7 separate regions of the Mus musculus genome follow, and regions 2, 3, 4, 5, 6 and 7 are each linked to region 1. The links are chromatin contacts, called in public Hi-C and HiChIP or PLAC-seq maps. All regions are on one chromosome and are shown on one strand. The core of a region is the stretch at or near the end of the contact, and the rest is flanking DNA. Distances in the headings are between cores, read along the strand shown.

Evidence for each region. A called contact is a pair of places that touch in the nucleus more often than the background predicts. HiChIP or PLAC-seq counts read pairs in DNA pulled down with a chosen protein or histone mark.
Region 2: an H3K4me3 HiChIP or PLAC-seq map of bone marrow-derived macrophages shows a contact between it and region 1, with 2.7 times the contacts expected there. The contact joins the promoter of Scamp1 here to the enhancer-like site in region 1. A contact is called at or near these places in 6 of 39 promoter capture datasets (the 3T3-L1 cell line, 3T3-L1-derived adipocytes, cranial neural crest and 2 more) and 4 of 115 datasets of contacts at active chromatin or transcription factors (astrocytes, bone marrow-derived macrophages and stem cell-derived neural progenitor cells).
Region 3: a Hi-C map of bone marrow-derived macrophages shows a contact between it and region 1, with 2.0 times the contacts expected there. The contact joins two enhancer-like sites. A contact is called at or near these places in 2 of 15 datasets of contacts at CTCF or cohesin (the NIH/3T3 cell line and stem cell-derived epiblast-like cells), 10 of 484 Hi-C or Micro-C datasets (the G1E-ER4 cell line, bone marrow-derived macrophages, embryonic stem cells and 3 more) and 3 of 115 datasets of contacts at active chromatin or transcription factors (T-cell acute lymphoblastic leukemia, bone marrow-derived macrophages and microglia).
Region 4: a Hi-C map of bone marrow-derived macrophages shows a contact between it and region 1, with 21 read pairs. The contact joins two enhancer-like sites. A contact is called at or near these places in 1 of 15 datasets of contacts at CTCF or cohesin (the NIH/3T3 cell line), 5 of 484 Hi-C or Micro-C datasets (ECoMG-derived neutrophils, the G1E-ER4 cell line, bone marrow-derived macrophages and 1 more), 15 of 115 datasets of contacts at active chromatin or transcription factors (the NIH/3T3 cell line, T-cell acute lymphoblastic leukemia, bone marrow-derived macrophages and 9 more) and 2 of 9 other capture datasets (adipose tissue and liver).
Region 5: a Hi-C map of bone marrow-derived macrophages shows a contact between it and region 1, with 23 read pairs. The contact joins two enhancer-like sites. A contact is called at or near these places in 2 of 15 datasets of contacts at CTCF or cohesin (the NIH/3T3 cell line and large pre-B cells), 5 of 484 Hi-C or Micro-C datasets (bone marrow-derived macrophages, cerebral cortex, forebrain and 2 more) and 4 of 115 datasets of contacts at active chromatin or transcription factors (acute myeloid leukemia, effector CD8 T cells, fibro-adipogenic progenitors and 1 more).
Region 6: a contact with region 1 is called in a Hi-C map of bone marrow-derived macrophages, with 19 read pairs. The contact joins two enhancer-like sites. A contact is called at or near these places in 1 of 15 datasets of contacts at CTCF or cohesin (the NIH/3T3 cell line), 4 of 484 Hi-C or Micro-C datasets (bone marrow-derived macrophages, embryonic stem cells and nephron progenitors), 2 of 115 datasets of contacts at active chromatin or transcription factors (CD8 T cells and bone marrow-derived macrophages) and 2 of 9 other capture datasets (embryonic stem cells and liver).
Region 7: a Hi-C map of bone marrow-derived macrophages shows a contact between it and region 1, with 30 read pairs. The contact joins two enhancer-like sites. A contact is called at or near these places in 1 of 484 Hi-C or Micro-C datasets (bone marrow-derived macrophages), 2 of 115 datasets of contacts at active chromatin or transcription factors (CD8 T cells and microglia) and 2 of 9 other capture datasets (adipose tissue and embryonic stem cells).

The regions. Positions count from the first base shown.
Region 1 is chr13:93,814,790-93,818,017 of GRCm38.p6, reverse strand. All of the region lies in intron 4 of Arsb (arylsulfatase B), which reads right to left. Among named protein-coding and RNA genes, the nearest start is that of Mir5624, 26 kb to the right of the region's middle. Within about 2 kb of position 1,722, at least 23 of the 459 cell types and tissues checked have an H3K27ac peak or open chromatin away from gene starts, as enhancers often do. A contact at or near this core is called in bone marrow-derived macrophages, where this site is marked.
Region 2 is chr13:94,283,736-94,286,963 of GRCm38.p6, reverse strand. It overlaps Scamp1 (secretory carrier membrane protein 1), which reads left to right and starts at 1,683. Exons shown (of 9, transcript NM_029153.1): 1 at 1,683-1,744. The coding sequence starts at 1,688.
Region 3 is chr13:94,188,808-94,192,035 of GRCm38.p6, reverse strand. Lhfpl2 (lipoma HMGIC fusion partner-like 2) reads right to left here. Exons shown (of 4, transcript NM_172589.2): 4 at 1-188. It overlaps LOC115488151 (a long non-coding RNA gene), which reads right to left. Exons shown (of 2, transcript XR_003950582.1): 2 at 2,434-3,228. Among named protein-coding and RNA genes, the nearest start is that of Scamp1, 95 kb to the left of the region's middle. Within about 2 kb of position 1,450, at least 47 of the 459 cell types and tissues checked have an H3K27ac peak or open chromatin away from gene starts, as enhancers often do. A contact at or near this core is called in bone marrow-derived macrophages, where this site is marked.
Region 4 is chr13:94,167,859-94,171,086 of GRCm38.p6, reverse strand. The region is part of intron 2 of Lhfpl2 (lipoma HMGIC fusion partner-like 2); the gene reads right to left. Among named protein-coding and RNA genes, the nearest start is that of Lhfpl2, 110 kb to the right of the region's middle. Within about 2 kb of position 1,591, at least 27 of the 459 cell types and tissues checked have an H3K27ac peak or open chromatin away from gene starts, as enhancers often do. A contact at or near this core is called in bone marrow-derived macrophages, where this site is marked.
Region 5 is chr13:94,141,700-94,144,927 of GRCm38.p6, reverse strand. All of the region lies in intron 2 of Lhfpl2 (lipoma HMGIC fusion partner-like 2), which reads right to left. Among named protein-coding and RNA genes, the nearest start is that of Lhfpl2, 86 kb to the right of the region's middle. Within about 2 kb of position 1,502, at least 62 of the 459 cell types and tissues checked have an H3K27ac peak or open chromatin away from gene starts, as enhancers often do. A contact at or near this core is called in bone marrow-derived macrophages, where this site is marked.
Region 6 is chr13:94,121,356-94,124,583 of GRCm38.p6, reverse strand. The region is part of intron 2 of Lhfpl2 (lipoma HMGIC fusion partner-like 2); the gene reads right to left. Among named protein-coding and RNA genes, the nearest start is that of Lhfpl2, 65 kb to the right of the region's middle. Within about 2 kb of position 1,528, at least 37 of the 459 cell types and tissues checked have an H3K27ac peak or open chromatin away from gene starts, as enhancers often do. A contact at or near this core is called in bone marrow-derived macrophages, where this site is marked.
Region 7 is chr13:94,096,960-94,100,187 of GRCm38.p6, reverse strand. The region is part of intron 1 of Lhfpl2 (lipoma HMGIC fusion partner-like 2); the gene reads right to left. Among named protein-coding and RNA genes, the nearest start is that of Lhfpl2, 41 kb to the right of the region's middle. Within about 2 kb of position 1,612, at least 110 of the 459 cell types and tissues checked have an H3K27ac peak or open chromatin away from gene starts, as enhancers often do. A contact at or near this core is called in bone marrow-derived macrophages, where this site is marked.

The DNA of each region.
Region 1 (3,228 bases), core at 473-2,972:
GTATGTGACAGTTTCCACATCACTGATGCTACTTTTAAGGTTTGTTAACTTTTGAAAACAACTCTTAAAAAAAAAAGTCCTACACAAATGAGGTGGAAAGTGCTTCATGGATAGGAAGGGATGGAAGGAAAGAGGGAGGGAAGGAAGAAGGGAGGGAGGAATGAAGGAGGGAGGGAGGGAGGGAAGGAAGGAGGGAGGGAAGGAAGGAGGGAGGGAGGGAAGGAAGGAGGGAAGGAAGGAAGGAGGGAGGGAAAACAGGAGGGAGGGAAGGAAGGAGGGAGGGAGGGTAGGAGGGAGGGAGGGAAGGAGGGAGAGAGGGAAGGAAGGAGGGAAGGAAGGAGAGAGGGAAGGAAGGAGGGAGGAAGGGGAGGAAGGAGGGAGGGAAAAAGGAGGGAGGGAAGGAAGGAGGGAGGGAGGGTAGGAGGGAGGGAGGGAAGGAGGGAGAGAGGAAAGGAAGGAGGGAAGGAAGGAGAGAGGGAAGGAAGAAGGGAGGGAAAAAGGAGGGAGGGAAGGAAGGAGGGAGGGAAGGAAGGAGGGAGGGAAGCAAGGAGGGATGGAAGGAAGGAGGGAGGGAAGGAGGGAGGGAGGGAAGGAGGGAAGGTAGGAAGGAAATCCAAACATAGGTCCTCTGGGAGAGCAGCCATTGCCTGCTGAGCCATCTCCCCCCACCCCCACCCCCACCCCCACTATTGAGTTGTTGGTTAGATGTAGCCATACTGAAACAAGAAGACATGAGATCATAGAGACTGCAGATGATTAAGAGTGAAAACACAAGAAAAGAGTAAACCTGCAGCGCCAATAATCCCTAAACTATTTTCTCATTAAGAAAACAGAAGACAAGAGCCCTGTGAGGTTAGGGTTGCTCTGCAGGAGAGGAACCAAGCCTGGAAGGCAGCATTTTTGTGTCCAGAGTTGGTTGTTGCATGTACTCAAGTGCCAAAGTCAGCAAGAGAAGCAACCGGGGATGCTTGCAAATACGTTCCTTATTGCTTTAGTCCTGGAGGGGGGATCTGATGCTTCTGAAAGCAGAGAATGAAGAGAGAAAAGAAAGGATAACAAGTCCAGCAGGGCAGAGCCCAGCCTCAGCCCTGGTTCCCAGGCCCTCTCATCAGGGAGGAGCGGCTGATAACCTGCGGAGGCAGGGGCTGTGGACTTCCCTCAGCAGGCTTGAGGCACAGTAGGCAGCCACAGTGGCCTCGGGGCGAAGCCCACAGAGGAGAGGGATCTGGGACACGCTCACCATGAGCTAGCCCTGGAGCTCTCTCACGTTAGGAGCAAAGGCTTTATGACACACACATATACAGCCCTTACCACTGCCCTCAGGGAGAATTCTACATGTACATAGCCAAATGGGGAAGAACATAGCTGTTTGGATGCTTCAGCAGCGAAAATTTAGACGCTCTCAGTTTTCTCCCTTAGGGGAAAAAAAATACCACAAAACTACAGAGTAAACAAATGTCCATTTTTATACTATGGAAAGGATGAAGGTAAACAGTATGAAGCCTTTTGTCATTCGAACACCAGTTTGCTGTCCCCTTGAGACTTAAATGTTTCCTTTACCTATGATACTCTGTTTAAAGACTCCAGACCCAGGGCACCTCCCACCCATCCACTTTCTGCTAACTAATAATAAACTACTGTTACCTGGCCCTTTCTTCCTCTGGCTACCAACACTGGCCTCTATACTGCTCATGTGCATTTCCATTAGTGACAACTGGAGTCAGGGAGGGACAAAATAACTTCCTTTTTTTTTTTTTTTTTTGGTTTTGTCAAGACAGGGTTTCTCTGTATAGCCCTGGCTGTCCTGGAACTCACTCTGTAGACCAGGCTGGCCTCAAACTCAGTAACCCACCTGCCTCTGCCTCCCAAGTGCTGGGATTAAAGGCGTGCACCACCACAGCCTAGCGACAAAATAATTTTCTTAAATTAAGAAGAGACTATGCCAGGGCCTAGCAAACACAGAAGTGGATGCTCACAGTCAGCTATTGAATGGACCACAGGGCCCCCAATGGAGGAACTAGAGAAAGCACCCAAGGAACTAAAGGGAACTGCAACCCTATAGGTGGAACAACAATATGAACTAAGCAGTACCCCGGAGCTCTTGTCTCTAGCTCCATAAGTATCAAAAGATGGCCTAGTCGGCCATCACTGCAAAGAGAGGCCCATTGGACTTGCAAACTTTATATGCCCCAGTACAGGGGAACGCCAGGGCCAAAAAGGGGGAGTGGGTGGGTAGGGGAGTGGGGTTGGGTGGGTATGGGGGACTTTTGATATAGCATTGGAAATGTAAATGAGCTAAATACCTAATTAAAAAATGGAAAAAAATGAAAATGATAGTCATAAATGATAAACTTTATCCTACTCTGGATGCTTTATAAACACTAATAAAAGCAAATACTTTTTCTAATAAAAAAAAAAGTCATATACTACTAGCAGGTTGGTTGGATGGCTTGTCTTAAGCTCTTGGAGGCAGAACTTGAAACTTTTTTATGTGTAAATCAGGGGTCAGCACGTGACTCTTTCAGAGGACAGGGACACAATGTTATAATTTAAAGGGACATGATTGATGGAGCTGACAAGGGACACAGTTTCCATTCTCCACCTGACACGGATTCAGAATCACGCCTCTGAGTAGTGTTGACCAGTGTCCTTCTAACCAAGGAGGGAGGACACTCTGAACAGAGGCGACACCACCCACGGGCTGGGGCCCTGACTGGCAGAAAGAAGGCGGCACCCCAACAACTGCTGGTTACTCTCACAGCAGCTGCCGCTCGCACTCATCTCAAGGGTTCCTCCGAGCTGCGGTTCACCAGAACCTTTCTGAACTAGTTCCTAACTTTACTTGGTTCCTCCGAAGTAGAATCTTGTTATCAGCTCATCCTTGCAGTCATGTTTGGACAAGACTACCTTGTCCAAGCAACACATTGTCCAAGTAACACTGCTTTGCAGAGTGGACAGTTATATGTTATCGATTAGCCTGATTGATAGGAGTAACCTCTGGAAACACTTGCTGAGGCTGTTACTGGAGGACACACAGATGTGAACAGACCAGACAACCGTGAACGGCACGGCGTGGCGCATGCGCCGTGGCTTTACTTTGTACACCTGCGCTTTCTAGGTTCTCATTCCACTCTCTATAATCTACCTTCATCCTCACTCAACTTCCTGTGAAGCTTGTGCAACCGAAGACCCCTCTGGCCTCAGAGGGAGCTGAAGCCACAGGAAGTT
Region 2 (3,228 bases), core at 434-2,933, 470 kb before region 1:
AGTGCATCTTTAGCTTAAAAAAAAAGAGAGAGCGAGAGAGAGTACAGTTGGAAATTTCCACCAGGCATTGCATGCTCAGCTGATCTCTATGGGCTTGGAACACAGAAGTTAAGTATAATAGTCTGAATACTTGAGTCATCTGGGGGATCCTTGGAAGGATTGAGAGCCCAAACAATGGGAATCAGCTGGATAAGGTCAGGTTCAGGAGAGATGAGACAACCCACAGAACAAGGGGCAGGGTAGGTACCCTCGCTGTTTGCACACGTTCAGCCAATATTTACCTGGATTTAAAGACATGCGGGGCACGTTTTACGCAGTTTTTCATACTTATTCTTTAGCCTCTAACACTCAGAGAGGTTAGCACAGGAGCACAAAGTAACTTTTGTAGTTGAGCTTGGATTTCAACAGGTGCTGAACCCTGAGTCAGAACCAGGTACAGGCAGCTGCCGAGGATCTGGGAGCAGAGCCCCCAATCTTAGATTCTTTCCACCTTGTGGTGATCACTGTTGGATGCCTACTTCCTAATTAGTTGGCTGCCTTAGAAGCAGCTGCTTTGTCATCCCAACCTGGATTCTACCAGACTACAGCACGTTGTGCGTGGGTGGGTGGGTGCGCTTTCACATTGGGGAAAGTTATTATTGCCTAGGTGACTTTGCCTAGCGCAAGGCCCTCAAAAAGCTATGGATAATTAAATCTGGGTTTTTCCAGTTCTTAGGTCCCTGCCAAATAAAAATAATTCTGGGTTCACCCAAGTGCCCTTCTGTTAAAAGTGGAAGGAAGGATAGAGTTGAGAAAGCCATGTCCTCTCAACAAGTTCCGGGTGGTGCAATGACTGATATGTCATTTACTGTAGTTTTCAATAATCATTCCCGGCACTTGGAAGAAAAAAGGCAAATATTAGGAGGTGTGTATTCTGCATCCAAATGCCTGAAAATAAACGTCAACAATTTCTCTTCCATTATCAGTAACTTGAGGGTCTGGGTCGATAGACTCTGCCACCTACTCGGCCGTCCCACGTGCCCCCACCCCCCATTATTTATGAGTGGGGAGGGAGGATGGGAGACAGAGGCTGCCCCCCCCCCCTCCCCGCAGTGAATGTTGCCTTTTCTTGGAGCAACTCCGGATCCTCAGCGCGAAGCCGCTTTCCGTGACTTCGCAGTAACCTGGGATCGGAGGACCGGCTGGGTTTCCCAGGTTGGGGTGTGTCGGGCAGCGATGTTTTAAGTTGCTTTAGGGTTCCTATCCTCTCTGGGGTCTGGAATCTTTGGTGTCTGCGGCGGATGTTTTCGCACCTCAGCTACTCGCTCTCCAAGTCTTGTCTCCCCCACCTGCCACGTGGGACCTGCGCGCACCGTCCTCCCCTACACAGGCCACCACCCCTTCCCCAAGCCGCACTAGGTGGGTCCACGGCCCGGGGCTTGGAACCTGCCCTCCGCCTGCGCTCGCCCTTCGGTCGGAGGCAGAGCCCGGAGCGCAGATCCAGGCGGGAAGGGACGGCCGGATGGCTGGGCGCCGCGGGCCTCCGCCGCACCGGGCATGCTCAGTGGCACGGCCGGCTCGGTGGCCCGCGAGCTGCACCCGGATCTGTGCGGCGGCGGCGGCGACGTGAGCGCGCAGGGGGGCGGCGGCCTCGCCTCGTCTGTGTCTCGGCGCCGGGCTCGGGTGGGTGACGCGCAGTGCCGGGGCAATGTCGGATTTTGACAGCAACCCGTTTGCGGATCCGGATCTCAACAACCCGTTCAAGGTGAGCGCCCGGCCGCGGCCCTGGCCCGCGTTGGGCGTCGCGGTGGCCGTGGAGGCCCTGTCGGGAGGGTCTCGGGACGCAGCGTCACCACTGGCCGCGCCACCAGCCAGGAGGCTCGCACCGGGCCGCGGACCGGCCGGACCGGGAGCCGGGTCCGGAGCGGAGCGGGGCATGTGTGGCCGCCACTAGTCCGGTCGGCACGGCGGGCCGCGGGGCGGGGGCCGGGAGGCCGGGGCGCCCGGGCTGGGGTTGTCATGGGGACCTGGCACCGGCGCTGCGTGCCGGTGACGGCCAAGGTGTGCGGGAGAGAGGCGCGGATACACGGACGCTGCGATAAAAGGATAAAGGGGTGTTTTTTATTATCAAAACTCGGTTGCTCCCAGAGCCACCAGTGGCGCTGCCAGAGGCCCCCTTCCCCACCGGGCCCAGTTTAGGGGAACGGGCATCAAACAGAAGTTAAAAATAAATAAACATCTGGAAACAATAGTGCACACGGGCATCTCCCCACCTAGCTGCTGTTAGGGAGGTGGACCCTGGGCCATTTTCCAAGCTGGGAGTGCGTCACCGGGGATCCGAGCTGTTTGAGGATTCCGTTCCTCACGTGAGTGAGCTCTTTCCTTCATGGAGTGGACCTGATCGGATCCCAAGCCTCAGAAGGGCTTGGCATAGAAATAAATGCCTAGGCAGGCCATTTAAATGTTAGGCATCTGCTCTAAAATTTAATGCCGCGTCCGAGAACTTTGCCTTGAAAAGTACTTTGGTTTTCTTAAAGACTGTGAGGCATAGCAAGGCAATTTCTTCCAACTGTTGGCTTGGTTAGTTCTTTCTTAATTGCTCTGACTGTGTGCAGCTCAAACTTTAATTTGTAGTCTCAAAGGTGAAGTAGGAACTAATTTGTGGGCACCCAAGTGCTGCTTCTGGCCTGTTGGGTTTACCTCTTTTTAGTCCTTTTGTGGCTTACCTGCAATATTGAAGCAAAAGGCACCCCTGTTCTGATGGTTTTAACCTCATGTCTTCATGAAGGATTCTTTTAATGAAGTTATCCCCCTTATACCTGACAGCTGGACTCATTTTGCAAAACTACAGAGAAAGCTGTTATGGTTGAGTTGACTGTAACTTTCAACACCTGGTCCTCCCGATCTATTCATTTGCTTTTTTGTTTTGGTTTTCATTGTTGTTTTGAGACAGGGTCTCACTAGGTAGTGTACCTGGCTTTGGAACTTTCTTTCCTTCTACCTCAGCCTGCCAAACTCTGTAATTGCAGATAAAAGGCTCAGGTACACTTTAAAGGGCGGTCCATGCTCCCTCAACCCCCTGAAGTTTTTGTTTCATTTACTATTGGACTCACTTCCATGTAGTGAAAATTGGATTATTCTGATATTATGGATATCCAAAAGAAACATTTCATAATTTGTCAAGTGAGTGTCATTTAAAAATAATTAGAGATGAAACATTAAGAGCCCATTAGTCTCTCCTAACTTAGA
Region 3 (3,228 bases), core at 201-2,700, 370 kb before region 1:
AATTTCTGCTTGTGCAGAGAAGACAGCACAGATAAAGGTGAGGACCGTGCCCCCGGTGGCAGTATAGAAGGCCCAGCCCAGGGAGCAGTCTCCAGGTTTGTAGGGGGACGCATACCGTCCACAGTCTATGGCTTTCTGGCAGCCCCAGCCTGCGGGGTAGAGGATCAGGCCGAGGATAAGGAACAGACCTGAGGGACAGAAGAGAAAACAGGTGAAGCCTTTGGTGCCTAGGCAACCTGCAGCATCTGCCGGGCCCTTATGGTCGCTGGCTTTGGGCGGGGCCATCCACTCTACAATAGAAAAGTGTTAGTGTCTTGGATAGAAGCCTGACCTGAATAGCCAAGGTCACTTTACCAGGCACACTTTTAAGTATGGAGTCTAGATGAGGGGGAAGAGAGCTTACCTAGTATTTCCAGCCAGTTTGTGTATGGTGGCATGTGACTCCACCAGTGAGTTTGCTCCTGTTTCTTGGTGTTAAGAGGCTTACTAAGGCCAAATATGGCTTTACAAAGGGTCTGAAGAGATGGCTCCGCAGGAAGAGTGCATATTGCTCTTGTACAGCACACGGTTTGGTTCTAGCACCCAACGGTAGCTCACTACCGGTCCAGAGGACCTGACAGCCAGCCTCTTCTGACCTCCATAGGTACCAAGCATGCATACGGTATACATACATGCCAAACCCAATAATAACACATAATAAAGTTTTATTAGAACACATTAGAACAGAGACATGCTTCCTTCTGAACACCTGGCCTGCAAAACACAAATTATGATCTAGCTTTTGACAGAGCTTGCCAATCACTGGTATAAAGTAATTCACTCAGAACCTTGTGGCCTCAGCCTAGTTATAGACAAAAGTCAGGAGCCTTAAGACTAACTCTTAACCTACACCCACGAAAAGCATTGTTTGACCTGCATGCCAAGGGGAGAGGTGTATGTCTACGCCTCTATAGAAACAAACTGCCAGTGTCATGGCACTTTGCTGTCTAAATGGCTTTCAGTGAGCTCCGCCCTGCACACACACCAGCACACACGTACCCCACTCGGCCAGCACTGTTCTGGCCCTCACTGCTGCATGTTCACAAGTCACAGGGTTTCAACAATTTAGAGGTGGTTTCCTGCCTGGTCTAACCTAAGTGAGGACTAGAGAAACAACTTTAGGTAGTGGCCTTACCCTAGGCCTGGCCACTCACCAGTACAAGCAGCTCACGAAGAAGGGGAAAGGAAACCATGATTCCCAGTAGAATGTCAGCTGACAGCCCTGTGCTGTAAGGGAGGGCGGGTTTTAGTCTATGGCCAGACTAAGCTCTAGTGTGGTAGCTAAAGAGATGGCAGCAGCAACAAGGACCAAGGATTGGGGCCTTTGTAAGTGAAAGGCTAACAGGGACAATGCACTGTGTGTGGACAGCTGGGGACAGCAGTCTCATGCAGGGGATGGAGTCAGTTCCAGAGCTCACAAGTGGATGAGTCATTTGTCATTCCAAGCCTTGCCTGAATCAAGACCTGCCTGATTCACCATCATAAAAGTGTACCAATCTTAAACCTAAAGGGTGGGTGTGGTTTGTAAAGTCTGTAAATGGTATTTCTGTAATAAAACAAGACCTACAACTCTTAAGCCAAGCCAAAAGGAAAAAAAAAATAACAGCTGCAAGTGAAATTTAAGGGTCACTAGGAGATTGGAAAATCTAGAAGAGAAAAACAAATAGCTCTCTTATGTCCAGTGAGACTGACCGTCTCCCAACAAAAGGAGCCCATCACTGGGCCACTGTAGGGGTGAACTAACACTATGCTCTTCAAACTATCGCACAAAGCACAGCGGGGACAACCACTACAGTTACAGTTTTAAAAGTCAGGAATGCTAACCCTAACCCTGATACCAAAACCAGATATGAGAACATGCCCGAGAACAAAAGCCACAGACCCACAGTTCTCAACACAGTCATACACCCAAGACATCAACACCACGGCCATCTTGGTTTTAATTCCAGGGCTGCCAGGACAGTTCAACAAATGTAAACTACAACAGAGAAATAAGATGTAGGGACAAAAATCTACACCATCTCAGCCGATATGGAAAAGACCTTTGACAAACTTTAACATCCTTTCATGTTAAACTTCAAAGAACAACGCATCTGGGGCTGGAGAGATGGCTGAGAGGTTAAGAGCACTGACTGTTCTTCTAGAGGTCCCGAGTTCAATTCCCAGCAACCACATGGTGGCTCACAACCATCTGTAATGAGTTCTGATGCCCTCTTGTGGTGTGTCTGAAGGCAGCTACAGTGTACTCATATAAAATAAATAAATCTTAAACAACAACAATAACACATCTCTAAGGGTTTATATGAAAAACCTCTAACGTGCACAGGAAATGGGGGAAAATTACATCCAGAGTTAGGGGCTAGAGATAAAGGTCTACTACAATTTTAGTCAGTATTGTGTTTGAAGTCTTACCGCAATAAGGCAATAGAAAGAAATGGTACAAACAGAAAATGGCTGAGAGGATAGGTGGACCCCAGAGCCCGCATCCCAGGATTGCTCTTGCTCTTGATGTGCCTTCTTGTTTGCCATTGCTGTGTTCCTCATTGTTCTGACAGGGCGTGATTGGGCAAAGAAAGACCCCTTCTGCCTGTAGTCGGTTATGATTGATTCCTGGGTATTAACCCACCCCATTGGGCAAATTTCCTGCAGACCCACTTTCGTGGATTAATGCTGTTTAGATGAATTAATGATTTTATAGACTTCCTGATTTGATTCAGATAATTTTAGGAACTTATTAGAATAACTGATAGAAAGTATAAGGGAGATGGTTTAAGTTGTTTTGCCAAAAAGATATAATAAAGTTAGAATCCAGAATAAAAAGTGTCCCCTCCTCATAGAATGTAAGTAAAGGCTGCTGAGAAGGAGTCCAGTGAGCTTCCGTACGGTACAGGCACACACTGCATGAGGAAGAAAAATAAGCTGGGAACAAATTAATGACCAAAGACAGCATTCGCTCCAGGTCAGGCCCAAGGACGAGGCCACAGGTGGGCACCATGACAAAGCAAGGCATATATAACTATCGCTTTGAACTTCTATGAGGTCATTTTTTTCTTACATAGAGAACTTTTGTCTGAGACAGTATAAAAGCTGGGAGCAAAAGTAAAGGCGAGTTGGGGCCCCTTTGCTTCATCCACTGATGTGTGGGGTTTTTCTTTTTCTTTCTCCATGGCCCACGTAATTAAGTTTTTC
Region 4 (3,228 bases), core at 342-2,841, 350 kb before region 1:
CAGGCGGGGCCTGCTGGACAGATTCTTAGATTACTGGAACTGATACCCAGGAACAAAGTTCATCTCTACTCTGAAGGTAGAGCTGGAGGTGTCAATCAACACTGCCTCCCACCCTACCCTCCCAGCTTGGCAAAGAGGCTGATGAAAATGAGGCAAGGTCAGGGTCCTTACTCACCTTGCACCTTATTATTATATTACAATAATGTCGAACACGGATGTAAATAGTCAAGAATAGGCAAGGAACAGCTAGCTGTAAACCCAACACCAGATTCAACATTTTTTTGCTAACATTCTCCCTTATTTTTTCCTATCCTATGTATGTAAAGCATGCATACACTTTTTCTTTGAGCCATCTGCAAATGATGTGTCTAATAATTTATCCTTAAATGCTTTAGCACAGACCTCCTAAAATAAGGGCATTTCCTCGCATAGCTACAAGACAATCAATGCACTCAAGAAAACAGCCTATTCATATCCAACGCCTCATCCACACTTTGCCAAGCCTGCTCCATTTTTAGTTTGTTTTCCCTTCTTAAAGTTGTGACTCCATTGAGGCTCGTGAATTGCATTTGGTTAGTTTCTAGATAAGGGCTGTCTGTCTTTCCTCCCTAACTACCCACCCACTCCCACGTCCCCTGAAGACGCTAGGACAGTCATCTTACTGAGTACCCAACCACCTGGGGTTTTTGACTCTTTCTTCTAGTCACTTACGTTTGTTTTCCACTGTCTGTGTCACAGAGATGGATGCTCACTGCAAGTTCAGTGTGCGCATTTCCCATGAGCATCTTTTGGAGGTGATGCGTTTAATCCCCGTTGCTTATCTGGGAGGGCATTACTCAGACCTCAGGACCAGCACAACTTTATGCATATCCATTTCACATAAACTCAGACACACACAACAAGCACACTGTGCCCAGGGTTCTCTCTAGCTGATATGGAACTCCAATCCTTAAAAAGATGTGGGAGATGGCTCCTCGGGTTTGAGAGAGCCCTCGCTCGGCGAGTCCTGTGGCTGAGGTTGGGAAGTTCTAGTCTAAGAGATGCCACTTTGAAGCTAGGAGGGAGGTGTCTTCTCAGCAATGAGATCTGACTCTCCTTGTAACACAATCGTGTTTTGTTGATAACCTATACAAATTTAAAAAGATCAGCAGACTGAAGAAGGGAGATAAACTCCAAGTGGGGAATTTACTTGAATGGAGAAGACACTTGCTATACAGAGAAAAGCTTTCCTGTAACCAGGAAGGTCATAGCTTAACATCAGCCTGGAGACCCCAGGCCATCCAGAGAATCTACTGGAAAAGGACAAACTTGGTGTCCTCTGACATTGCTCTCTGGCCCTCAGCAAGCAATACCACACTGGGAGAAGGGCATACATACCACATGACAGGGTGGTGCAGTGCTTTTCAAAGCTTCATACACAGACCTCAGACCAGCTCAGTTCTGCCAATCAAAAGCTGTGGTCTCAGACAGGCTGTTTGTATTTAGCCTCTGCACGTCTGGCTTCCTCATCCCCCAGAATAGAACAGTGCCCTGCTCCCCACGGCTGCAGCGAGGAATAAGATGTGGGCATCTGGACAATGACCAGCACATCATCCAAGCCACAGAGCCAGCTATTACTCACTGCTACCATGGGATTAGCATAACGCTTGGGGCACAGGGAGTACTCACAAATAGCAGCTTGGGTGGGTAGCGATCCCTTTGTTCCACATCCTACTGAGGCTACAGGGTTCCCCAGTATCCAGTTCTGTGATACGACCAGAGGATGATGAAAAGAAAAAACTCTAGAAAGTGGCAAAGGAAGGCGAGGACTGACAGATCACTGGGGCAAAAGGAAGAGGCCCCAGGTCAGAGCTCTGGTAAAATGGATGGCCCAGTCTTAGCTGAGGAACCTGCTTAGCGCAGACTCTGTAAGGATGCTCCCGGCTCCAGCTTTGGTCTCTGAGGGACTGAAGATGGATGGGTCCTGTGACCTAACTTGAGGCACCAATCACTCCCAGCTTTATAGAAAAGAAATACCATGTAGGTTTCAAAGCACAAAGCTTAGGTAATTTACACTGAAAATACCAAAAGGATGCTTTTCTGCTGGTAAACTCCAAGTATGGAAGAATAAAATATTAAATTAACAATATAAGCTCCAAACATCAGTCAATTTACTACCTTGATTTAGGGGGAGCACATCTAATGTACTTCGGACAAACTATTTGTTTCTTGGCCCATTTCTTCATTATTGCCATCTCCCCTAGACACAAGAACCCCCAAAAGGCTTAGCAAAATGGCCTTTATCCTCCAGGTCTTCTGTAAGCATGAGACAGTTGGATAAAACCAACTGCATGTGATTTTGCTTCTGAAAGTGAAGAAGACCCTCCTCTACCTTGAAGGACAGTCCCTGGCTCCTGCAGGGAGGTGCTGGGGGGACCTGCATCTCTAACCAGCGCCCACATTCTGTCTTAGTTTATGAAGACAAAGGGGTGTGACCCAGTGTGATCAGGACACAGCCAGCGGCCAGCCACCTGTTCTCTGTCCAACTCAGGATAGCTCCTAAGTTAATGGGAACAAGGGATTCCATCCGCAGAGCAGCTGTTCTCCAGCAAATCCTGGGACAGCGAGGGACTTCCCTGATCCCTGGGGACCTTTCCCCACAAGCACAAGCACAGCACAGCCTCCATCTCTAAGGCCAATGGCTGCTGTTGTCTGCAGATCTTAAAAGATACGACCAGAGGTGGCTTCTCAAGTTCTTGCTCTGATGGCCCCATAAAACATACAGGTTACAGAAAAATGGGTGTCCTGACTGTTGAAGGGTCAAATGGCCCAGCCAGTGCTGTGTTCTTTGAGCTGAAGGTGCTCAGCACCTACCTCCTTTGGGCCAATGAAGTTTTTCAGCCCCTAGGACAAGCATCTCTTCCTCCATCTCTGATCCTCTGCAAAGAAGCTGACGCTGGGGTTCTCATCTTGCCTGGGGTGACTGTGCCCCACCCACCTACCCAGAGCTGTGATGTGTGCCAATGTCTAGATTCACTACTGCCTGTCACATCTTTTGTGAGAGAGGTGTATAGGCTACATGTTCTCAAGAACCACAGATGCTATCAGGTGTCTTACAAGGACAATAAAGAGTTGTCCTGTTCAGATGCCAGAGGTCTAGACCTAGAGAAGCCTCGCTTTGATAGCTTCCTACAATTTGACATGTATAGGGGTATTTAAAATAGATTTCTACCGTCGCCATACTGCATG
Region 5 (3,228 bases), core at 253-2,752, 330 kb before region 1:
GTCAACACTGGGTCAGATAATAAGGTACTTTAGCCTGTGGTGGGCGAGGGCCAGGCCGTGAGCATCAGCACCTGAGATGGAGGCTGGAGTAAGGCGTAAAACCACACAGCTGTCACATCCCTGCTCCGGGTTCTCCCCCACCCTCCCCCGCCTCACCTCACTCACCAAGCTTCTGTAAGAACCGGCCAAACACATCACTGTTGTTATTATTTTTTTTTTTTTAAGTTTTCGTCTGTCTCTCTTCAAAGTTAGTAAGTACTTTTCATTCTGTGTCAGCCCACGCAAACCTCCCCTTTCTCTGATCTCACAGGGCACTCGGTCGGGACCACACAGCTCAGTAGTGAATGATCTCCTAGTATGTCACACAGGCTGTGTGACTCTCCAGAAAAGCTGAGTGGCTCAAAGCTGATTAAGACAGGTGGTCTTCAAAATGCACAGATGAACCCCCCCCAACACTCTCTTTCCTTCTTTCCCCTCCCTTCCCCATTTTGCATTCATTTTATACCAGCAAATGCTAAGCAACTGACAAGCATGACCCACACTGCCTGTGTGCTAAGGAGGCATGTTTTTACGTTAACTAAGCCATGGTATGGAAAGCTTCCAGTCACCTCTGGTACTGTTTGGTTCATGCACAGTGTTATAAATGAAGAGGGACTGAACTGGGTCACTGTCTTGTTTGTTTCCTTAAAAAGGCTCTAACTGGTGATCCTGAGGCTGCAGAATTTTATCTGCCAACACTGCAAAACGGACAGAAGAAACATGATGCGTCTTCCCTCAGTCGACAGCTTCCGACCAAGCTCCTCCTCTCAGTTCCAAAATATCAGTCACAGCTCTGGACTCAGTTGTCCCTCTCAAACTGCCGAGGGCCTGGTGGTCAGCAGCAGGAGCCGTTCAGAACTATGTCGTGTCTGGCATCTCTGAGCCGGGAGGTCTCTGGGAGTGTTTTTATCTGTGGCATCTCTTTAAGCATTCACTCACTACTGTCACTTTGAAGTTTCAAAACTATTCCTGGTTAGCACACAGGCTCATGCCCCCAACCCCGCTTTCAGGGTTGTGCCAATGTGGAAGCTCTCAGCTACTGCTCCAGTGCCCTGCCTGCCTGCCTGCCTGCCTGCCTGCCTGCCGCCCCTCTCCTGCCATAATGGTCATGAATTCACCCTCTGAAACTGTGAGCAAGCCCTCATTTAAATGATTTCTTTTGTAAGTTACTTTGGTCATGGTCTCTAATCACAGCATTTAAAAGTAAGCTACACCCCAAACAAGCTCTTCCTCTGTGGGCTGGACAGGGCCTTATTAAAGGGGTTCTGCAGGGCTGACCCCCATGATGCCTGCCAGGCAGACTCCACCCTTTTACTCTGCACCCTTAGCCCTTGGCAACAAGAAAGCTCCCGCTGCCTGCGATGCGCCTGCAGCCTTGGTAAGGAAGGAGCAATGCTGACCTCTAGCAGTGGCAGACAGAGCTATCGAGGGACGTGTCAGGGACGCGTCTGGGTAGAGCCCGAGGTCCCCATGAAGGAAAACAGCACCAATCTTGGCAGGAAGAACAAAGGGACAGAAGACTCTTTGCCTCCCACTTAGAGGAAGCTGGGAGCCTGTCCCTTAATGACCTGCTTGATAAATCACCCTGAGTCTGCAATCTTGCCTCTCAGCCACCCCTGCATCTCCACTTCACTTCAATCTCATGTGTGCCATTTCCCAGGACCTGCCTTGAAAACGAGCAATCATTAGGGTCTCTGGGTGGGAGTGGTGGGAAGCCTGAGGAAGAGCGTCTGGTGTGTGGCGGTGGGAGGAGTGGGGGTTGGGAACTGGGGGGTGTATGGGGGAGGTAGCATTTTCCAAGTATTCCTTGATTACCGAACCAGAGCTAGGGCCAGGGCCCAATGGAGCCTCCATGGCCTCCCATTTCCAATGAAAGTCGCATTTGAGAAGCCATGCCTTGTGTACTCTGCTGTGGCCTGTCCACTCTTTCTGAGGCTCCTTGCCACTCTAGGGACAAAGCTCTTGGAGGAGTGGGAGTCCCTTAAGATACTCTTACAGTGAGGTTTGAAAGACCTGGTCCCTGATAAAGTTACGAAAACGGGTCCCAAGCTGTCCACGAGTGGATGATCCAGTGACACAGGGAAGGGGAAATAGGAAATAAACACATGAATGACTAAGCTAAAAACCCATTAAAAACAAAACCAACACCTTTCATTGGCCAGGAACATGGCTTAGTAGTGCAGGGCTTGCCTTCCGTGCCTGGAGCCCTGAATTTGATCCTAGCACCCCTGACCCCCAACAAAGAAAAGAAACCTTGGAAAGCAGGACCCAGGGCCATAGTCCCTCACACATCCTGCCTGCCTAGCACACACACACAGAAAAAAATCAGACTACTCTGTGTGTGTGTGTGTGTATGTGTTTTAAAGCACTTTTCTTTTTAAAAATATATTCCTGTGTTGGAAAAAGAGGGGGGCCACCATGTAACTCCAGAATCTTTAAGTTGCAGAAAGTAAGTAACTCGGCCACTTTTGGATTGTTTTAAACAACTACGTCATTAAGCTTGTGTCCAATTACTTGCAGTCCCTTCTGAAATGAATTCTGCTCTACGGCGATGGCTCTGATGCAGCCTTAAGAGAGAAGGCAGCAGTCTCTAACAGGCCTCCCATTACCACCCCACCTCGGGGATGGGGTGGGGTTTGCTTTCTCCAGGAGGCTCCTTGGGAGGCTTCCGTTTCTGAGTGGGAAATATGCTGTGGCTCTCAGGAACTGGGTCAGATACGTCCAGTCCACTGCTACTTACAGAAGCCCTGGTCTTATCACCAAGCAAAGGGCATTCCTGAGTTAGTTGCCGGGATGTCCAGTGAGCCCTACGTGGCTCCTCTTGGCCATGCTATTCTGTGTGAGTCCTGCTCATACCAGATCCTACTTACTGCTACCCAGCAAAGCTCCAGGAGGCTGGGTCCATCCTCTGCTCTGCTCATACGGGCACCTCTTCCAGCTCCATTTCCCCTAACTGTCGAATTCCTTAACTGCCCTTTGAGATCTAGCTCATGTCCATCAATATTACCGCTCTTCTGAAGAGGACCTGGTCTTTATCTAATACCACGACTCCTTTACACAGTCCAGGGCACTTCAGAGCAGGCCTCTTCTCCCTCACCTCACAGCAGCATACACACCCCTTAATGGTCAGTCCTCTGGTCTCACCTACTATTTTCATGAGACCTATGAGCATCCAGTAAGGCGCTTTAA
Region 6 (3,228 bases), core at 279-2,778, 310 kb before region 1:
AAAACCCAGGAAGACCAAGCCTCCCTGTAGCGTCTCCAGAGACAGCGGTCCATGTGATTACTCTCCACCAATCCAGATTAACGTACCTGGAGCAGGGGAGCATATCCTGGTACCACAGGCAACACAGGAAGCCAGATTCATACTCAAGAGACTTTATTTTATTATTATTTTTATTATTATTATTTTTTTTTTTTTTTGGTTTTTCGAGACAGGGTTTCTCTGTATAGCCCTGGCTGTCCTGGAACTCACTCTGTAGACCAGGCTGGCCTTGAACTCAGAATTCCGCCTGCCTCTGCCTCCCGAGTGCTGGGATTAAAGGTGTGCACTGCCACCACGCCCGGCCACTCAAGGGACTTTAAACTGTGGGCACTTTTCAGTAACGGCACCTCTCCTTCCTGTGCTGTGTTGCAGTTATGAGCATAGTTCTTAAGATTCACTAGGCGTTAGTTCCCTCTACCCCACGAGGCACACATACAGTTGTGCCACACTGCCTTCCTAGCAGCCTGAGACAACAGGGAAAGCCAGACAAGGTGTCAAAAACCCGGCCAAAGTTACACACCTAATTATAAGAAGGGATTCAAGCCCAAAAAGTCTTTTTTTTTTTTTTTAACTTTTTTCCTCAAGGGCTGCCAATAGAAGTCCACTGAATGCTAACCACATACTTGAACTTGCCCTCTTTGAAGCCTTCCCACAATTCCCACAGGGCAGGGAGCAGAGCAGAGCAGAGCAGGGACACCTTGCCTCTCTACCAAGGAGGTATGAGAGGTGAGACATTTGTCCAAAGAATGTCTGCGAAAGCCTGAGAGAATTGGTTCTCAGCCTGCATATCCAAGCAACCCTACACAGGACCTGGTGTCAGAGAGCCAGAAAGGGGTCAACCAATCAATGGTTGACTGTTTTGATACACATGCCTCTGTCTTTATTTCCCTCAACTACCTAAACCAGAGAAGGAAGAAGCCATCCCCAGGAACAGAGGTGGAGTACAGGAGGCTCCAAAACCTGCCTCAGGCACGAAGCTGCATGGCCCCCAGCCCATCCTCCAGCCCATGGGTGTCCAATGCAGGAGGTTTATGTTCAGGAGAGTTGATGCCCAGAGTTGCCTCAAACTACAACTGTTCCTCCTTCTCAAGAGAAGCCTGCTACCGTGTAGAGAGAATGTAGGCAACAGGAAGTGGGACCACACTCAATTCAGACATCCGTAGTTCCGTCTGACCTGATCGAGATGGCACTGCTGGTCTCAGATGAATCCACAACTAAAACTAACATGAAGGACCCAGAGAGAGCTGGTTTTATGGGGCTTTTATAGGAGATCAATCACAAGGCCAAACATGACTTGGCTCCTCAAGGCACTGCAAAATGGAACTGGCTTCTCCCCAGAGCAGGCTGAAACAAGCCAGCCCGGCAGTGATCCAGGGTGACATCCCACAACGGGGAAACTGAACCGTCAACAGAACACATGGAAAATGTGGGGCCCTTAGCTAGCCTGGGTTCTCACATGACTCCCTGCATGGTCGGCATCGTGGTCTGGCTCCCGGTCCTGGGAACTGAAACAGATGGTTCCTCTGAAGAGAGTGAAAACCCTGGTTACTCACGGCACAGGGCTGAGTGTATTTTCCTGTTGAGCCTATCTTCCCCGGATGATATGAGCAAACACAGACCTCACTGCCAACCCCCACCAGACCCCATCACCTGGTTCACAGGCACCTGGCATCCCAGGTCTAAAATGGTATCACTAGCCAAATTCTAAGCAAGGTTTATAAACACCCAATTCAAACATTCTGTGCCATAAGCCTCTTTAACACACAGGAAAGGGCGCCAGACACGTCAAGAACTCAAAGTTACACGTCTAATTATAAGCAGAGATTTAAGCCCAGAAAGTGTATACATACATACATACATACATACATACACACACACACACACACACACACGTGTGTGTGTATATGTGTATTCATATGTATGCATATTTAACATTCATATGTACCTATATCTGTATACTATACATATATGCACATACATATTTTTGAGACAGGCTCTTCAGTAGCCCAGGCTAACCTGTAACTCTGTAGTCAAGGATGACCTTGGTCTTGTTATTTTTCCTGCCTCTACCTAGGATTACAGGGATCTACTGTGTCTGGTTAAATATTTTTTTATGAATAGAAAACACAGCTTCTCCCATCTCCACTAAATAAATATGGAACAAATACTTAAAGATTAGCAGTGTGATAAGGTGCAAACATTTACCCTGCCTGCCCAGGACACCATCTGTTTCAAACCAGCCCTTGCCTTCCAATGAGAAGGTTGCTGCTCGAATCATTCATTTTATGACTCACAAGTGTTTGTGATTCTCATTAAAAGGTTCAAGCCTCCCCACAGCGCTGTTGCTAGAGCCTAGTAATGCTCGGGTAGTCAGCAGCGCAAGACAGATCACAGGAAAAATACATCCTTTCTCAAAGCCTGTAAACCAAAACAATGGCTTTTCTACAGAGAGGATGGTATTTGTAGGAATGCCCTGCCTAAACCCTCTGCATGCAGCAGGCCCTACTGGACAGTCTAGGCTGGACTAGAACCTACACTGGACCCTGGTTCACTGCCAGGGTGATCTAAGCTCACTGCCAAGGTTGTAACACTCACAGGACCCTGAGAGGACAGAGGTGAACAGGCCTCTCTCTTTTGAGAAACAGAACGATCGCTTTTTAGTGACACATTCAACTACCTATTGCCTTGATTTTCCTAATGCATGCTGCAAGGGGGTATCCAACCCCTGCTACTAATATTTTCCAAAGGTGACCTTTGTAAATTAAAATCTACTCAATCATTAATCACCTGTGACTGAATCGTTTCCAACTTTCTTTCTGGCAATCCCTCTGTAAGAGTGATCATCAAGCAATAAATCAGGGTTATTTAAATTGGCCACGTCTACGTCCCCATTCTGAGAGAAATGATATAGGACTTAAAATGGTCTACAGAGAGGCTAACAGGGGAAGACTATTCTACAATGCAGAGCTCTGAAATTTTTCCTGAGCAGCAACAGAACAAAGTAGATCAGAACTGAAGAAAAACATTAGAGTATTAAACTCAATGCCATTTATCTGACACTAGTATGAACTCTTTGCAATAATAACTGATGTGACCCAATTGGTAGTACATTGAGTCTAGCAAACTAGGGCTTATCACTGGCGTGGTGGTTTGAATGAAAATGGCTTCCATAGGTTCATATGTTTTAAT
Region 7 (3,228 bases), core at 363-2,862, 280 kb before region 1:
GCCACTGGGCAATACTTTGCCTCTCATTTTGCTCACACGCTAAAACTGTGCTGCTTCCAATGTCCAGGGAGCCAACTAGTGCTGGAAGAAGGTCTCTGACATTCCATCACTGGGGGCGGGACGGAACCCATTAACTTCCTCCCAGGTGTGACCTCCATGAATGCCTTGGCACCTCGTGTTTCGCCTGGTGCTTCTAGACTCTCAGGAGGAACTGCAAATCAAGCCCCAGTTCCAAGGGGCCCAGAAAACAGACACCTCACTACATTTCCAGCTCGCGTGAAGCCCTCTGAAGTGAGCTATGTGGCTCCGGGCTAGATCTGCCCTTCTGACCAGAGTTCCTCTAGAAACGTGACTAACATCCTTGTGTCTGTCCCACACTAACAAATTTTAGCAGAAACCATTTTTCAAAGGATTCTCGATCAGTGTAAACACAAAAGTCAAAGGGAGAAAAGTTTGAGTCCCAATCCAGCCACACATGAGTTAGTAACCCTGGGCAGGTACTGCTGTTCTGTGCTCACGTGACCTTTCTTCTCCAGTCTCAGCCATCTCCCGCCTTTTCTCCTGAGGACGGGGGTTTTTCCAGAGATGGAGGCCTGCAGAGATCTGAGGTGCCATTGCTGACATCCTCGTATATAATAAGAGCAGTGGAGCCAGGTGGATGAGACTAATAAAACTGTAGCTGCTACAGCCTCAGAGTTCCCAACTCTCAGGTGAGGATGAAATACTAACCCAGTTTGTATGAGCGACCAAATGGCAAGAAAACACTTAAAATAACGCCGGCACTATTAACAAACGGTGCCTTCTCGTCATCCCGACTAACCCCGTCTTCCTGCTTTATCAAGCATCTTTCATTCCTTGACATTCACCTTTGGAGGGCGGGGTGGATAAATGTGGTTACATATCTCACTTATTCCTGTCAGCCACATGTGCAAGAGCTTATTATCTTTTTGATGTAATTGCTCGGGAAGGTCAAGCGGATGTTAGGTGGCTCCCAGGACTCAAAGTCAGTTTGAGTGACCCAGATCTGGCTTTCCACCACACCCAGCTCCTAGTTAGAAAGTGGGGGATTTAAAGCTTCATTACAAAGTTAGAAAGTCACATGTAGGGACAGGGATCCAAAACAGACATGGACTGAATCAATCATGGCTCAGCTCAGACGCTACCCAACTCTTGACCTCTTTGCCCTGCCTCGTCCCAACCTGGCGTGAACAGATGGGTAGGCTCCTCTCTGCCCCCCGCCCTGCAGTCTCTGAGCAGCTCTGGCCTATTTCCACCAACACACCACGCGCTGTGCCCCTGGCAGGACACACAAAACTGTGAGCACAACTGCCTCACGATAGCTGCTGGCAGAGCCTTCCTGTTGCTCCTAGGGCTGGCTCGTCTGCCGATTACCACAAGTTAAAGGCACCCAGAATGCCATCAGGATACTGGAGAGTGTGGCAGAGTATGATCTACAGCATAGGCAAGACCACAGCTTAGAAAAAGCACTTCATTACCGGGTGTCATTAGAAAGCTATTTAACTAGAATATACTGGGACCACTGTGAGACAGCTTGTCACATCCACGACCACGTGCTCTTGCATCATTATGCAAATGCTCACACTTTCACACACGTGGCTTCACGACAGCTAACTGACTGACTCATTCTGACTCTTTGTGCTTTCTCTATCTTCCCCTAGTCCAGCAAGACCCAGCCAGTAACCAGAAGAAGAAGTGGGGCGGGGAGAGGGGTGTGCGGCAATACCTTCAAGTTATGTCACAATGAAAGTGACATTTGGATCTTTATGTTTCCTGTTTGACAAGCATTCTAACAAAGTCTAGAAGCAGTGGTATCAAACACACTGGCACATTTAGCCTTAGCAAAATGATGTAGCACAACATAAAATCCTACTAGTGCTAAGAGACTTTCTCCAAGTGGATGATACAGGTTCTGCCTATGTAACTACGGCTAGACAGTTCCGACAAGCAGGAGCCTCTGATTCTATTTAGCCACCACTGACCCTTTACATCTGATAAAAGCAAGCTGCACTCGTTGCCAACCTCGGGATACTTGTAGGAGGAAAGGGAAAGCTGCCGGTTATTTTTGGGAAATCTCATCCCAGGCTTCTGCCTATGCAGAAAGAAACTCAGGAAATGAAGCATCCATGAATGGTACATTAGTTTAGAAAAGAAAGACACAGATCACCCCTGAGACCAATCTGTCTGTTCCCATGAGCAAACACTAAATGAGATCGAAAGAACAGGGGTAAGCAGTTGACCTCAAATGCCCCAACATTTTTTCCTCTGCAGCTTTAAAAACCAGTTACAGTTTCTTTATCTTTATTAGGACATTTTCCTCATCAAACTAATGAGTCACCAAACTGAAGGTTTCCTAATATGTTTACATTTGGGAATAAACGGTCTATTAAGGTCCTAGTAGAGACACAAACACAATTTGCCATTGCCTTTCAATCAAGTCATCTCCCAAGGCAAGGCAGTGTGGCTGGGGTAGAAATAGGGTGACAAAGGAAAATTCAATGTAGTCATGGACCCTAAAGCCAGGCAAAGCAAGTATTTGCAATCCTGTCTGCACCACGTCCCGAACATCGCCACTGCTGCCTTCCTGGTTTTTTCGGAGGAACGGTTTTCTGGTGATTATTAAACAAGATGTGCTTTTGAAATAATTAAGCTTATTAAAACCAAGTATTGGGCAAGATAAGAAGCCAATGGAAGCCTTGCATCCAGGGACATGGAGTGAAAAGGAAAGTGGTTCGTTGAGGCTGCATAGGCAGAACGGTTAAGTCAGGAGGCAGCATGCAGTCATCGTATCTTCCAACAGTTCTGTTGGGCACACACAACTGGCGTGAAGTATGGCTGGTGGGTCAAGAGCTGACTCCTATGTGAACCCAAGACTGAGAGCCCAAACAAGACAGCTGTGAAGGACACACCAGCACAGCATCTGGAAAATATCTGAGAAGGCAACCTTCCCTTCAGATCACTGCCATCTGCTGATCTTTTCCCAGTGGTCAAGCGGCCTAAGTATTAAATTAGCCAGTGATACAGTATTCTTTTCAACAAGCAACACCAACCTGCAGGGATAGGCCAAAGGAAGGAAGAGTCTAGACATGGCAAGGCATCCTGCCGCTACAGCTCAGGTAGAGCAGACTGGACCTCCCTCAGAGACACAGAAGGAGGAGGCTCTGTAGATCCACACACAGAGCTGCTGAGGAGCTGCTGAGGAATCTCTCC